Regions from separate parts of the Capsicum annuum genome. Here region 1 is linked to region 2. Evidence: chromatin contacts called from public Hi-C data. All regions are on one chromosome and are shown on one strand. The core of a region is the stretch at or near the end of the contact, and the rest is flanking DNA. Distances in the headings are between cores, read along the strand shown. Region 1 overlaps LOC124887426 (a long non-coding RNA gene). Region 2 holds the start of LOC107842363 (tRNA dimethylallyltransferase 9).

Region 1 (5,979 bases), core at 1,109-3,608, 100 kb before region 2:
TCAATAATGGGTTCACCAAATCCAAACCTCTTTAACACCAGACATGTATATGACCAAGACACCCTCTCATATGCCTTGGCCATGTCTAATTTAATGACAGCATTTCCTCCTACAACTAGTTTCTTGATGTTACTAATGATATCCTGAGCAAGCATGATATTTTGTGCAATGTTTCTTCCTCTCACAAAGCCATATTGGTTCGTAGAAATAATGTTGGGAAGGATAGGGGCTATTTTGAGGTAAATAAGTTTAGAGATGACTTTATTGGTAAATTTTCTCAAGCTGATTGGTCTAAATTCAGATAGTTTGTTAGGATGTGGCACTTTAGGGAGAAAGATTAGATATTTATGAGTGAAATATTCAAGTAAATCCTGACCACAAAAGAAAGCAAGAACCATTTAGAACAGATCCATACCAATAATATGCCAGCAGGATTGGAAAAATTTACCATTCATACCATCAGGGCCTGCTGTTGAATGGTTACTCATTGAGAAAACCGCAACCTTTACTTTCTCCATAATAGGGATAGCCTAAGTTTCTCATTCTGATCATCTGTTATCAATTTAAGAATATTAATAAGCATTTCCTCAGGCACAAACTCTGTTGCTCTTATAAAGATATCCTGAAAATATTAAACTACAGCTGCAGCTATATCAGTATCCCTTTGAATCTAAGCCCCTTCCTCAGTCTTGATTTTATGTATAAACATTTTTTCTTTTCTACCTCTGATAAAGGCATAAAAATAACTGGAGTTGGCATCACCATACTTGAACCAATGCAGCTGAGATTTCTATCTTAAAATAACATCCTCCACTTTGAGGTGTCTAATATACTCAGCTTGTATTTTGTGAAATTCCAATCTGTTTTCATCATCACCATTCAGGATTAAGATTTCTTCAGCAACCTTGACCTTTTCATCATAACTTTTCACATTGGCATATATGTCACCAAAAACCTTTTTAGACCACTTACTTAGAGTAGAAGTTAGTTTTTTCATTTTTAGGTGAAATCTCCACATAGGTGTTCCCTCATAGGGTGATTGCTAGAAAGTTTCCACAGTGGTAAGAAATGTGGGGTACTCCACCCAACAGTACAAGAATTTGAAATATTTAGTCTGTGCTTCCACCCTTTTATGTATTTCTAACAGCAAAGGGCAATGATCAGATCCCACAGAAGACAAGTGAGTAATGTTAGTCATTGGCATATCTCTCAACTAATCATCTGATACCATAGCTCTGTCCAATCTTTTTTATATTCTAAATTAAATATATCATAGATTGGACTGAGTAAACTTAGGACCATTGAAACCCAAGTCAGACAAGTCACAAGCCTCAATCACCCCTAAGAAGTCAAAGCTCTTCCTCATATCATATGGGATGCCTTCCATTTTTCACTAAATTCAATATTCACATTGAAATCTCCAATAGTGCACCAAGGTAAAGTTGTTGTAAACATTTGAACCAGCTTAGTCTACAAAGGTCTTCTAAGTGTATCTCTGCACTTAGCATAAACAAAAGTCATTAGATAGGATTGATGCAAAGCAGAATGCGTAATAGAGCATGTAATCTGCTGATCATCAATAGTAATGATGTCACAAGAGATATTCATGGACCAAAAGATCCAAATTTTGTCATTAGAGTTGCACAGGGCATGCTCCATCTTAAGATTTCTTTTGGCAGTTTCCAGATGAATATTATTGGAGAAAGGTTCCAGGATTGCAATCAGAGAGATATGGTGAATATTTGTGAGTTGTTAAAGTTTTTCCAGAACACCTTGGGTAAATATACCCCTTGTATTCCAAACATGATGACTGATCAATTGATTATTTTATGGGAAAGAGATCGGTAAGAGGTCTAGTTGTGTGCCCATTCAAGTTAGCTACAGTATGCTTGGTTCTTTTCCTTGAATTTCTTAAAGATCCCCTGGGAAATAGTCCATGTTGGTTGGCCAAGTGAGTCGCTTCTTTTGCAGATTTCTCTTGATTACCGGGGTCAAATACATCATACACAATTTCTTTAGTCTTCTCTAAATGACTCAAGTTGATTTCATCAGTCTCGTCTTTAGAGTTTATTACTCTATACTCATTATCAAGATCCTTGAGAAACCTCTGGGGTTCTCTTTCTTTGGCATTAGATTGCTCTATCACCTGTTCAAAGTTATGGGTGGCCTCATGTAACAAAGCGGAAGCATAACCCCTAATTTCCATTTCCTAAGCAGGCAACTAATCTTGTATCTGTTCAAAGATCATATTCTTAGGGTTTGATACCCCTACAGGATTCACACCTCATCGGGCAATGCACTGTCTTAAGATCTATCCAGCTGGTTCTCCTTATTAAAATTAGGTAACAAGTTCTTGTCACTGTCTTCTGCTATTACTTGGTCATATTGCACTCTATTATCCTCTAGTTGTTATGGTAATGACATGAACCTACCCTTATTATTGCCTGGACAACTAGTTGTGGTCTTAATATCTTGTTGAAGAGCTGTAAATACATTTGATATGGATGGAGCAGACTTATCTTGGTGACCCCCTGAATACTTATTTGGAGACCTTGGTTTGAAATACACACATGTTGAATCCTATTATGCTGACAATAATAGTAAAGAAGTTGAGGGTTAGAAAATGAAGCATCCACCATCTAGACATACAATCAAATTAAGTTAGATGAGCATCAATCATATTCTCCCAATAGGCAAGTCGGTTTGTTCACGTACATCTCAATATTTATAGAAGTATTTCCTTAATAGAGTTTTATTTTAGGAGTATTTTTCGAATTGAATAGTAGAAAGAAAAATATTAATTAATTCTCCTAACATATATTTTAGGAGTCCCATATATTTTAGGAAGTCTAATAGAAAGGAAAATATTAATTAATTCTTCTACTATATATTTTAGGAGTCTCATATATTTTAAGAAGTCTAATTAATATAATAAAAAATAATTAAATAATAAATTAAAAAAATAATGAAAAGACAGTTTTGTCTAAAGAAGAGTCTTTTAATGAAGGGTAAAAAGTTCAAATAACTTTTCTAAGGGTCTTCACACTTTTAATATATTATAGATATAGATATAGATTATAGATTGTAGATAATCTATATGTATATCTATAATATATTAAAAGTGTGAAATTTTTTAGAAAAGTGATTTGAATTTTTTGTCTTCATTAAAAGACTTCACAATAGACAAAACTGTCATTTACCATTTTACTAAATTATTATTTAATTATTTTGTAATACTTTAGGTGTCCCATTAAAATTTGGTTATTATCTTTCCTTATTTAAATATAATTAAAAATACTATTGATTTTCAATTATTAATTCACCTTCCTTATTTAAACATAATTAAAAATAAGGAAAAAAGTATGAAAAATATCTATACTTTAGTGAAATTTGCAGTTCACATCCTGAACTTTGCGGCGTGTATTTCACGTACATTGAGCGCGTAAGGAAAAAATATTTGATAAGGGAAAAATATATGTCAGTTAAATACGGTAAAAAATAATCTGGGGGGGGTCATAGGACCCCCACAAAGTTCAGGGTGCGTAATTGAAAATTTCGTCTAACTATAGGTATTTTTCGCACATTTTTTTCTTACAAATTTTGTTGATTTTCAATTATTAATTCACCTTTGAGGAACTAACCAAATATGAACTTTAATACTAGCAAAATACTACTTTAATAGTTATTTGTTCATCGAATTTGTGAGTCCCTTTTTAAAAATAATTTAACAAAAATAGGTAGATTATTTTGGAAAGAATTTTACTTAAAATATAAAAAAAAATTAAGTAAATTCTATTTTTTTTAATGTTAGCATCCGAGTAATTGTATGAATCTTTGTTTCTTTACTTTTCTATTTAATTTGTATTTATATTTTCTTTGCACTTTGAAATTCTTTTTATCAACTATTGGTTGTTCGTTGCTTTTAAATGTTGGTTTGATTGCCTAATTATGTAATTTTTTGCGCGTGTTTTGTCATATTTTTAGATTCTATCCTTAATTGTTGAGATTCTTATGACCTCGCCCGGAAGAATACGGTAAGGATAAAAATTTCAATTCAAATTCTAAGATTCATAAGAACACAAATAGAGAGAGTTTTTTATATATGTTGTTTGAAAATATTTTTTTTTCTTACACCCCATCTCCTAGGAGGATCAATAGAGTTTTCATTTATCCTCCAACGTGACTCGAACCTTCAATTTCTATTAATTTTATTGGCATATGATTATTATTTTCGAAAGTTTTATGATCTATCTACATTTATTATTTAAAAGGAAATAATTCACACAATAATTTTTTTGATCGATCATATGTGGGTCAATTGATTAGTCACAAAGAAATTGAGGTTAAAGCTTTTAATATACATCATGATACTTCCGTAAGTGTATCATTAAATATTTACATCTAATTATGTATGTTCTTTTATTAAAGACATATACAATATTGATTTTGAGTAATTGAAGAAAGTAAAAAGCTTGTTCATGTACGATCATTGACTATAGAAAGGTAAAGGAGTGATGTTGGACTAAAACGAAGGATAATGATATATTCTTACAAATTGTTTTTTTTATTTGTGTTTTCTTAGTTTTATAACTTTTTTTCTCCATTTCTTTTATATTTTATATTATGAATATTAATCTCAACCCTAAATTGAATCGTAGAGTACTAATAATACTTATATTTTAATTTAATATGATATATATGTACAACAAATGCTCCTTTGTAGCTTAATTTTTCTCTAAATCTTTTCCTTTTGATGAGCAAAAAATTTTTAATTCATTAAATTTTTCATTTTATTAATAGTTTTATTGATTAAGATGAAATACTTTTAGTGTCAAATTATATCTTTTAAATAAATAAAATATTTATTGCAACACAATTGCTATTTTTTGATAATTTTATTTCTTTATATATAATTATATTTATCAATACGAGACACACGTGCAAAGTACATGCACTTAACTAGTTAAAAGAAAAATGTACTTCTCCTAAATTACAAATGAGTGAAAAGATTAGAGAATAAGTGAATTTAGAAAAAGAAGATGGATCTCAAACACAGAACTAAATGTGTAGTGTAAATCTAACTTGCAGCTATTGATGGTTAGACTTTTACTCTTTTAGACTTCCCAACAACATTTGTTTGTAACTTAATAATGGATTTTGGATTTTTTAAATTTTAAAAATTATATTAAAATAATGAGTAAAAGGAAAATATATGTAAGGATTTTCATATAAGTGATATCAGAATTTGATTATATATGTAGTTAAATCCTATTTTGAGGGCATTGCTCACATACATTTTGCTTTTACTCATTATTTTAATATAATTTTTAAAATTTTAAAAATCCAAAATCCATTGTTAAGTTACAAACAAATGTTGTTGGGATGTCTAAAAGAGTAAAAGTCTAACTCGCAATAGCTTCAAGTTAGATTTACACTACACATTTAGTTCTTTGTTTGAGATTCATCTTCTTCTTCTAAACTCACTTATTCTCTAATCTTTCACTCATTTGTAATTTAGGAGAAGCACATTTTTCTTTGAACTAGTCAACTGAACTTGCTTTGCACGTGTGTCTTGTGTTGATAAATATAATTATATACTTCCTCCGTCCCAAATTTCCTAATTTGATTTTTTATTTTACTTGTCTTTTTTCATTAATTAAGAAGAGACAAAAAAAAATTTCATGTTTTACCCTTTGCATTAATTACTTTTTCTTCAAATTAAAATGTAAACATCATTTAATAGGGATCTATAGTAAACTAGCCATGTTATTAATTATTTTTCTTAATCAATGTGACATCTCAATTTGGGACGGGTAATTTGGGACGGAGGAAATATAAAAAATAACAATTGAGTTGCAAGAAATGTTTTATCCATTTAAAAGATAAAATAGGATTTAGCTACATATATAATCAAACTTTTATATCCCTTATATGAAAATCCTTACATGTTACTATTTAACACGTTGAGTTAAAAGGGAT
Region 2 (5,951 bases), core at 207-2,706:
CCTTGACCATTAGATTTATAATCTCACCTTATTTGATAGCGTCTCGTGCTGATAACGTGTTTAAAATAATAAAGAATAAAGAACAGGAGTAGAGAGAAAAGATAGAGTAATTGTTATTTAGCCCTTCTATTTATAAGAGAAAATACTCATAGTTTTTGACTAAAAGACATTCGATGGTTTTTGACTAAAAGACATTCGATGGTGCCTGTGGAACTGTTGTGGCGGGGAATGCCCTTTGCTGTGATGCTTGCTGCTCACGAGTACACTAGAAGAAGGAAATGAGCTGAGTGCCCGAGGAATTGGGTTTCCGTGTATCCATTCCTGGGGATAAGATGAAGCTATAACCAGGGGTGTTCATGAGTCGGTTTGGGTCGGTTATTGGTCAAAACCATAACCAAACCAACTTAATCGGTTTTTAAATTTCTAAAACCAAACCAAACCAACACAAAAAATAACCATCGGTTTGGTTTTTGTCGGTTTAGTTCGGTTCGGTTTGATTTTTCGGTTTATAACTTTAGTTAATGATAAAAGTTGAAATTTTTCTTAAAAAAATCCAATCCAATATATGAGATGTCAACCGTGTGTTGTTCTTCAACCTTAAAACTAAGATGTCAATTTATTGTTATACTTAGGCAAAGCTATGAACAACATCATGTGAACGCTTCTACAAAAGTATTTAGAAACTACATATAAGAGAATGATATGATAACCCCCAAAAGGTAAACACATGATTTTTTTGCTCAATAGGGACCAAAAAGAAAGTTCAAAACTAGTGATTATCAATAGTCTAATAAAACTCACCTATAAAATCCCATAGACAACAAGATAATTTTCACAATTAGTATCATTTGTCATTCAAAGTGCTAAAATTATATAGAATCTCATAACGTACATAAATAAATGGAGAAATATGACTAAAATTGCTTTGATTAAAGTTAAATTCATGATTAAAATTTAAAATATAAAAAATATTTATATTTTATTTATGAATAATATATAAATAATTTATATATGCATATTTATGTGTGTGTATACATATATATACATATAGATATGTATGTATATATATATATATATATATATATATATATATATATAATTTTTACCGGTTCGGTTTGATTATTTTGACGATTATTTTAGAGTAAAACCAAAATCAAACCAAACCAAACCTAACCAAATATCAGTTTGGTTTGGATTGCGGTTCGGTTTGGTTTTTAACCAAACCATGAATAGCCCTAGCTATAACATGCAAGTACTAACTAGTTAGTAGGCTCACACTTGGACAAAAATACTTCAAATACTGATAGATATCAACTAAATTTTATTAGATATTAATAGATATACATTTATAACATCTATTTATTTTTATGGCTAAATTTGAGCCAAATTTTCGTGGCAAAAGGATTTTTCCTAATCGAAAATATTAGCGGGATCAATATGTACCCACCTCGGCCCGCCCTCCCCCACTTTTATTCCTGAGTGGAAACAAAATTTCAAACGGGCCTTAAAGAAACTATAAAGTTAAAAAGTTGCAAAAAATTTTCTGTGTCTAGGAAATGATAAGCCCCATCGGAACTAGAGGCGTTCGAATTAGCACTTATCTCCGGCGTCCATACGCGGCGGAGACACTTCTCCTTACAGGCCACTTCTTCCGCCGCTGCTGCCGCAGACACAGCCGCTTCTTCACCTCCTCCTCCTCCTCCTCCACCAAGGAGAAAGTTATTGTCATTTCTGGACCTACCGGTGCCGGCAAAAGCAAGCTAGCATTACAACTCGCTAAGCGACTCAATGGTGAAATCATCACCGCTGACTCTGTACAGGTTTGATTATGTTTGTGGAAATTCAGTTTGTTTGAACTATTGTTTTGTGTTCTTCGATTGTAGTATTATTTTGTTGTAGAACTGATCTGCTTTTCCGTTTAAAAAAGAATGAATACCGTATGGAAAGTTGAAATTAAAGTATTGCCAAAAAAGAAAAGGCGTCATAAAGTAGGTCAGTCTTTTTGAATCGGAGGGAGTACTATCTATTATCTCTTGTATTTCCATTAAGTCTTTTTCTGGACTGTTTTATTTTGAGCCGGGCTCTATCGGAATCATTCTCTCTATGCTCTCTCGTGGTACTACATTGGGTATGTTGTGTTTGTCGAAATTAAGTGCAGAATACAATACAATAAGATACATCATGAAACAATATGTAACAATCATCCAAACATAGTGTTATGCTTGAGGCATGTTTGGTAGCATAATTGATTTGTTCTCTGGCTTTATAGGTGTATCGAGGGCTTGATGTCGGTTCAGCAAAGCCTTCCCTAAGTGAAAGAGAGGTATTGCCTCAACACATTTGAAATTGTAGTGTGCTAATATTATTTCCTTGGGGCCACTTGGCATCCTTACTAATAATATATGGTCCAAAATTGTTGTTACTTTGGAAAATCAAGATATAATTGAGTGCATTCTTTTCATTTTGCCTTTATTAATAATCATTCTTGAAAATACTGAATATACACACACTCCAATATTCTGATTGCTTATATAACTTTGTTTTTATTTATTGAAGAGAGATTAAAGAGATAACATATTAAGTGATTAAAGATAATAAATGAGGGTAGTCAAAACACATTTTCTTAAGAGTCGTGTAAACCAGAAATGTGACAACTGGTAGAGGGGAAGTAGCATGTTTTACTGCCTGATTTCTTGAGGCATGCTTTAAACATGAAACATGTTTTGCCCTTTTTGGGGTTCTGCATAATATTGGTCCTTTTGGTTTCATTTGTGAATGTGTACTGAGTGACTTAACTTCTCGAGCTTCATTACTACCTGTTGTTCCGTCTGAGGAATGGAAAATACTTCATGAATTTTGATAGAATCATGTGTTAGAGTGCTGCCATGACAGACGCTTGTTTTTCTGTATGGTTTGCAGGAAGTAGTACATCATATGGTTGACCTAGTGGATCCATTTGAAGGTATTTCTGTCTAAATTAGATGGTCTGAAGCAATGAAACAATAATTTGCATGAATTTCAATAGCTGTGCAGCACATCCCTTCACTCAATGAAGCGTGATCTATGTCCTTTGCATTGTCATAAATTGTAATTTGGTGCTTATTTTTGTCGCTTGTGCGTAAATCAATGAAGGGAACACATCAAAATTCCTCAATTTATTGAAACCCTCAAATTGACCATTATATCTTTTTGATGATCAATTTCCAAGTAATAAAATGTCTAACTTATGTTGTAAATGATGTGAATTCTCTCCAAACCACTCAAAAGTGTAATGAGAGTTCACAAATATTGCTTGCTTCTCTTGCTAATTTTGTTTCACATCCGGACTAGATAAAGCCTTTGTGTAATTCCCTATTCAGTATGAGATAACTTCTCAGTTTCTTTTTAGAAAGATCTGGTATCATTTTCAGCAATGAACTAACATTTCACCATTGCTCATTTATGCTCTAGGCGTTTGCGATGTTTATACAAATCGTTGAGATTAAAGGAATAACTGGTATTTGTACTTTCAGAATAACACAAAATCCTAAACTCACACTGTGATCAAGAGTCAGTTTACAAGGAACCTGCGCAAGTTGGGTGGGGTGGGACTGTAATTCGAAGTGAAATTTCTGTTGTCTTCTTTGCTCATGTTTAGTAAACTGCTGGTATGCCCTATATGATGTGCTCTTTTAAAAAAAAATTCCTTTAATTCTAATGCATAAATTTCTCCTTTTCTTTTGGATATGTCATCAGATTATTCTGTTGGAGATTTTTTTGAGGATGCTAGGCGAACTACCAGAGATATCCTTGATAGGGGCCGTGTTCCAATAGTCGCGGGTGGTACTGGATTATATTTGCGGTGGTATGTGTTGAATATTACAGCTCATACTTGAAAGCTTCTGGTTTAATTGAGGACACATTCAAACTAAAGCTGAACTTTTTGGTTGCAACTTGTCTAACAAGAAGATTCATTCTGTAAAACTGACTGAGAGAGATCAAGAATTAGGTAATGCGAATCAGTTGTGGTGAGAGATATCTATTTAAAGCTTTATTATACTTAGAAATGAAGCTTGCGTATATCCTGTACCTGATGATAGAATTGGATCTTGGATGTACAAGAATTTTGTTTTCATACAATTTCTACGATTGAGTCACTTAACCTAAAGGGGCATGATCTTCCAACTCACTTAATAATTCTGTCTAATGTTTAAGGTTTATTTATGGGAAGCCAGATGTTCCAAAAGCCTCTCGAGACATTGCTGCAGAAGTCCACTCAGAGCTTGCAAGTTTACAGAATGATGAAGACTGGGATGCTGCTGTTCAGTTGTTGGTTAAAGCTGGTGATCCTGGTGCCCAGTGTTTATCGGCAAATGATTGGTATCGCTTGCATCGTAGGCTTGAAATTGTCAAGGTATTGTAGAAAGGTGTCTTTACCCGTGATCCCTCTGATTTTAACCCATTCTTTGTTAGTCAGATACGTGTCGCATGAGCTGCTGGACATTACACATTTCTGTGTTATGGTTTGTCGCTTACCAATGTGGTTGCAAGGAGAATCACAAGTTTTTCTTGTCAGCTATTGATGTGCTTTTAGAGAGAATTTCTGTTGGTTTTGTTAGAGCTCCTTGTGGTTATGAAATAGTTGAGATTAGATTGCACTCAAAGGTGTGGTGTAGTGGTCAATGAAGTGAGTTGAGTACCATGAGGTCTCGGGTTCAAATCCTAATGGAGACTAAACGCTAGGTGATTTGTTTCCATCTTTTCTAGCTTTGAAGGACAAAAGTACCTGATATTTATTTTTGGTGGGAGGTGACAGGTATTCAGTGGAATTAGTCGGGGTGTGCGCAAGCTGGCATGACACCACTGTTACCAAAAAATAAAATTGTTGAGACTGGATTGAGATATGCTCAACTATCAGTCCATAGTGTTGAAGCCTGTTCTGTTTATCTTTAGATGAAAAACTAAATATACTTTTTGGCTTGCAGTCTACTGGGTCACCTCCATCAGCTTTTGAAGTACCATATAATTCTTTCAGAGAACAGCTCGATTCAGGTGTGACAGATGCTGCTGATGTTCAGAGTTCTGCTGACAAACTGCAGCAGAGTGAAATAAAGGATTTGGAGTATGATTTTCTTTGTTATTTCCTTTCCACCAATAGGCTGGATCTCTATAGAGCAATTGATTTTCGGTGTGAAGATATGCTCCTAGGTAAAAAATTAACAATCTTTTAAATGATTAATTTGCTTTGTTTTATATTTTTTGAAGTGCTTAGAACTCTTAATCACAATATTACTTCTTGAATTAATTTACCTGTAAAATTTATCATCTCAAAGTATGCTGCATGATGCTCTGTTTTTCTGTATCAATGCACAAGTATTCTAGGAACAACATTCTTTTCTGCCTTACGATTTTTTCTTTTATCAATGATACCTAGGGCTAGTTATATGCTTCTCTTCCTTCCTGCCTTCTTCTTTTCATAACATCTTGTTAAGATTGGATGAAGTAGAGGGGCCAGCTCAAAGGGGAGAGTTCTGAAATTGACGTTTAAATGAAGATAAAGCTACTCTCATGGAATGTAGGGTGGATTAACAATATTTCCACTAGAAATAATGTTAAGAGTGCATTGCTGAAATAGAAGTAGATATTTACTGTTTTCAAGAAACAAAGGTGAGTAGGGAGGTGGAAAACATTGTCAAACAACTGTGGTCTAGCAGGTGGATGAGGTGTGGATATATAAAAGCGGATGGTAGTAAGGGTGGAATCCTAATCATGTGCGATTGCAGACTATGGTCAGGAAGTCTGGTAGAAATAGGCCAATACTCTATTACCTACAATTTGAGGCAGTACAAAGTGTTTTTAGCTGGTTTCTCACTGACATCTATGCGCCTCACACTGGAAGTGAGAAATTGGTTGCTGGGAAGAAGTAGCAACAGTTAAAGAACTATGTGAGGGACCATGGGTAACTTGTTGAA

Evidence for each region. A called contact is a pair of places that touch in the nucleus more often than the background predicts.
Region 1: a contact with region 2 is called in a Hi-C map of leaf, with 2.1 times the contacts expected there. The contact joins the enhancer-like site here to the promoter of LOC107842363 in region 2. A contact is called at or near these places in 2 of 5 Hi-C or Micro-C datasets (leaf and placenta).

The regions. Positions count from the first base shown.
Region 1 is chr9:176,990,755-176,996,733 of UCD10Xv1.1, reverse strand. LOC124887426 (a long non-coding RNA gene) reads left to right here. Exons shown (of 2, transcript XR_007045165.1): 1 at 1-2,342. Among protein-coding and RNA genes, the nearest start is that of LOC124887426, 5.7 kb to the left of the region's middle. Within about 2 kb of position 2,358, at least 3 of the 5 cell types and tissues checked have an H3K27ac peak or open chromatin away from gene starts, as enhancers often do. A contact at or near this core is called in leaf, where this site is marked.
Region 2 is chr9:176,888,809-176,894,759 of UCD10Xv1.1, reverse strand. LOC107842363 (tRNA dimethylallyltransferase 9) reads left to right here and starts at 1,456. Exons shown (of 11, transcript XM_016686162.2): 1 at 1,456-1,820; 2 at 2,270-2,323; 3 at 2,920-2,962; 4 at 3,736-3,844; 5 at 4,195-4,393; 6 at 4,965-5,187. The coding sequence starts at 1,557.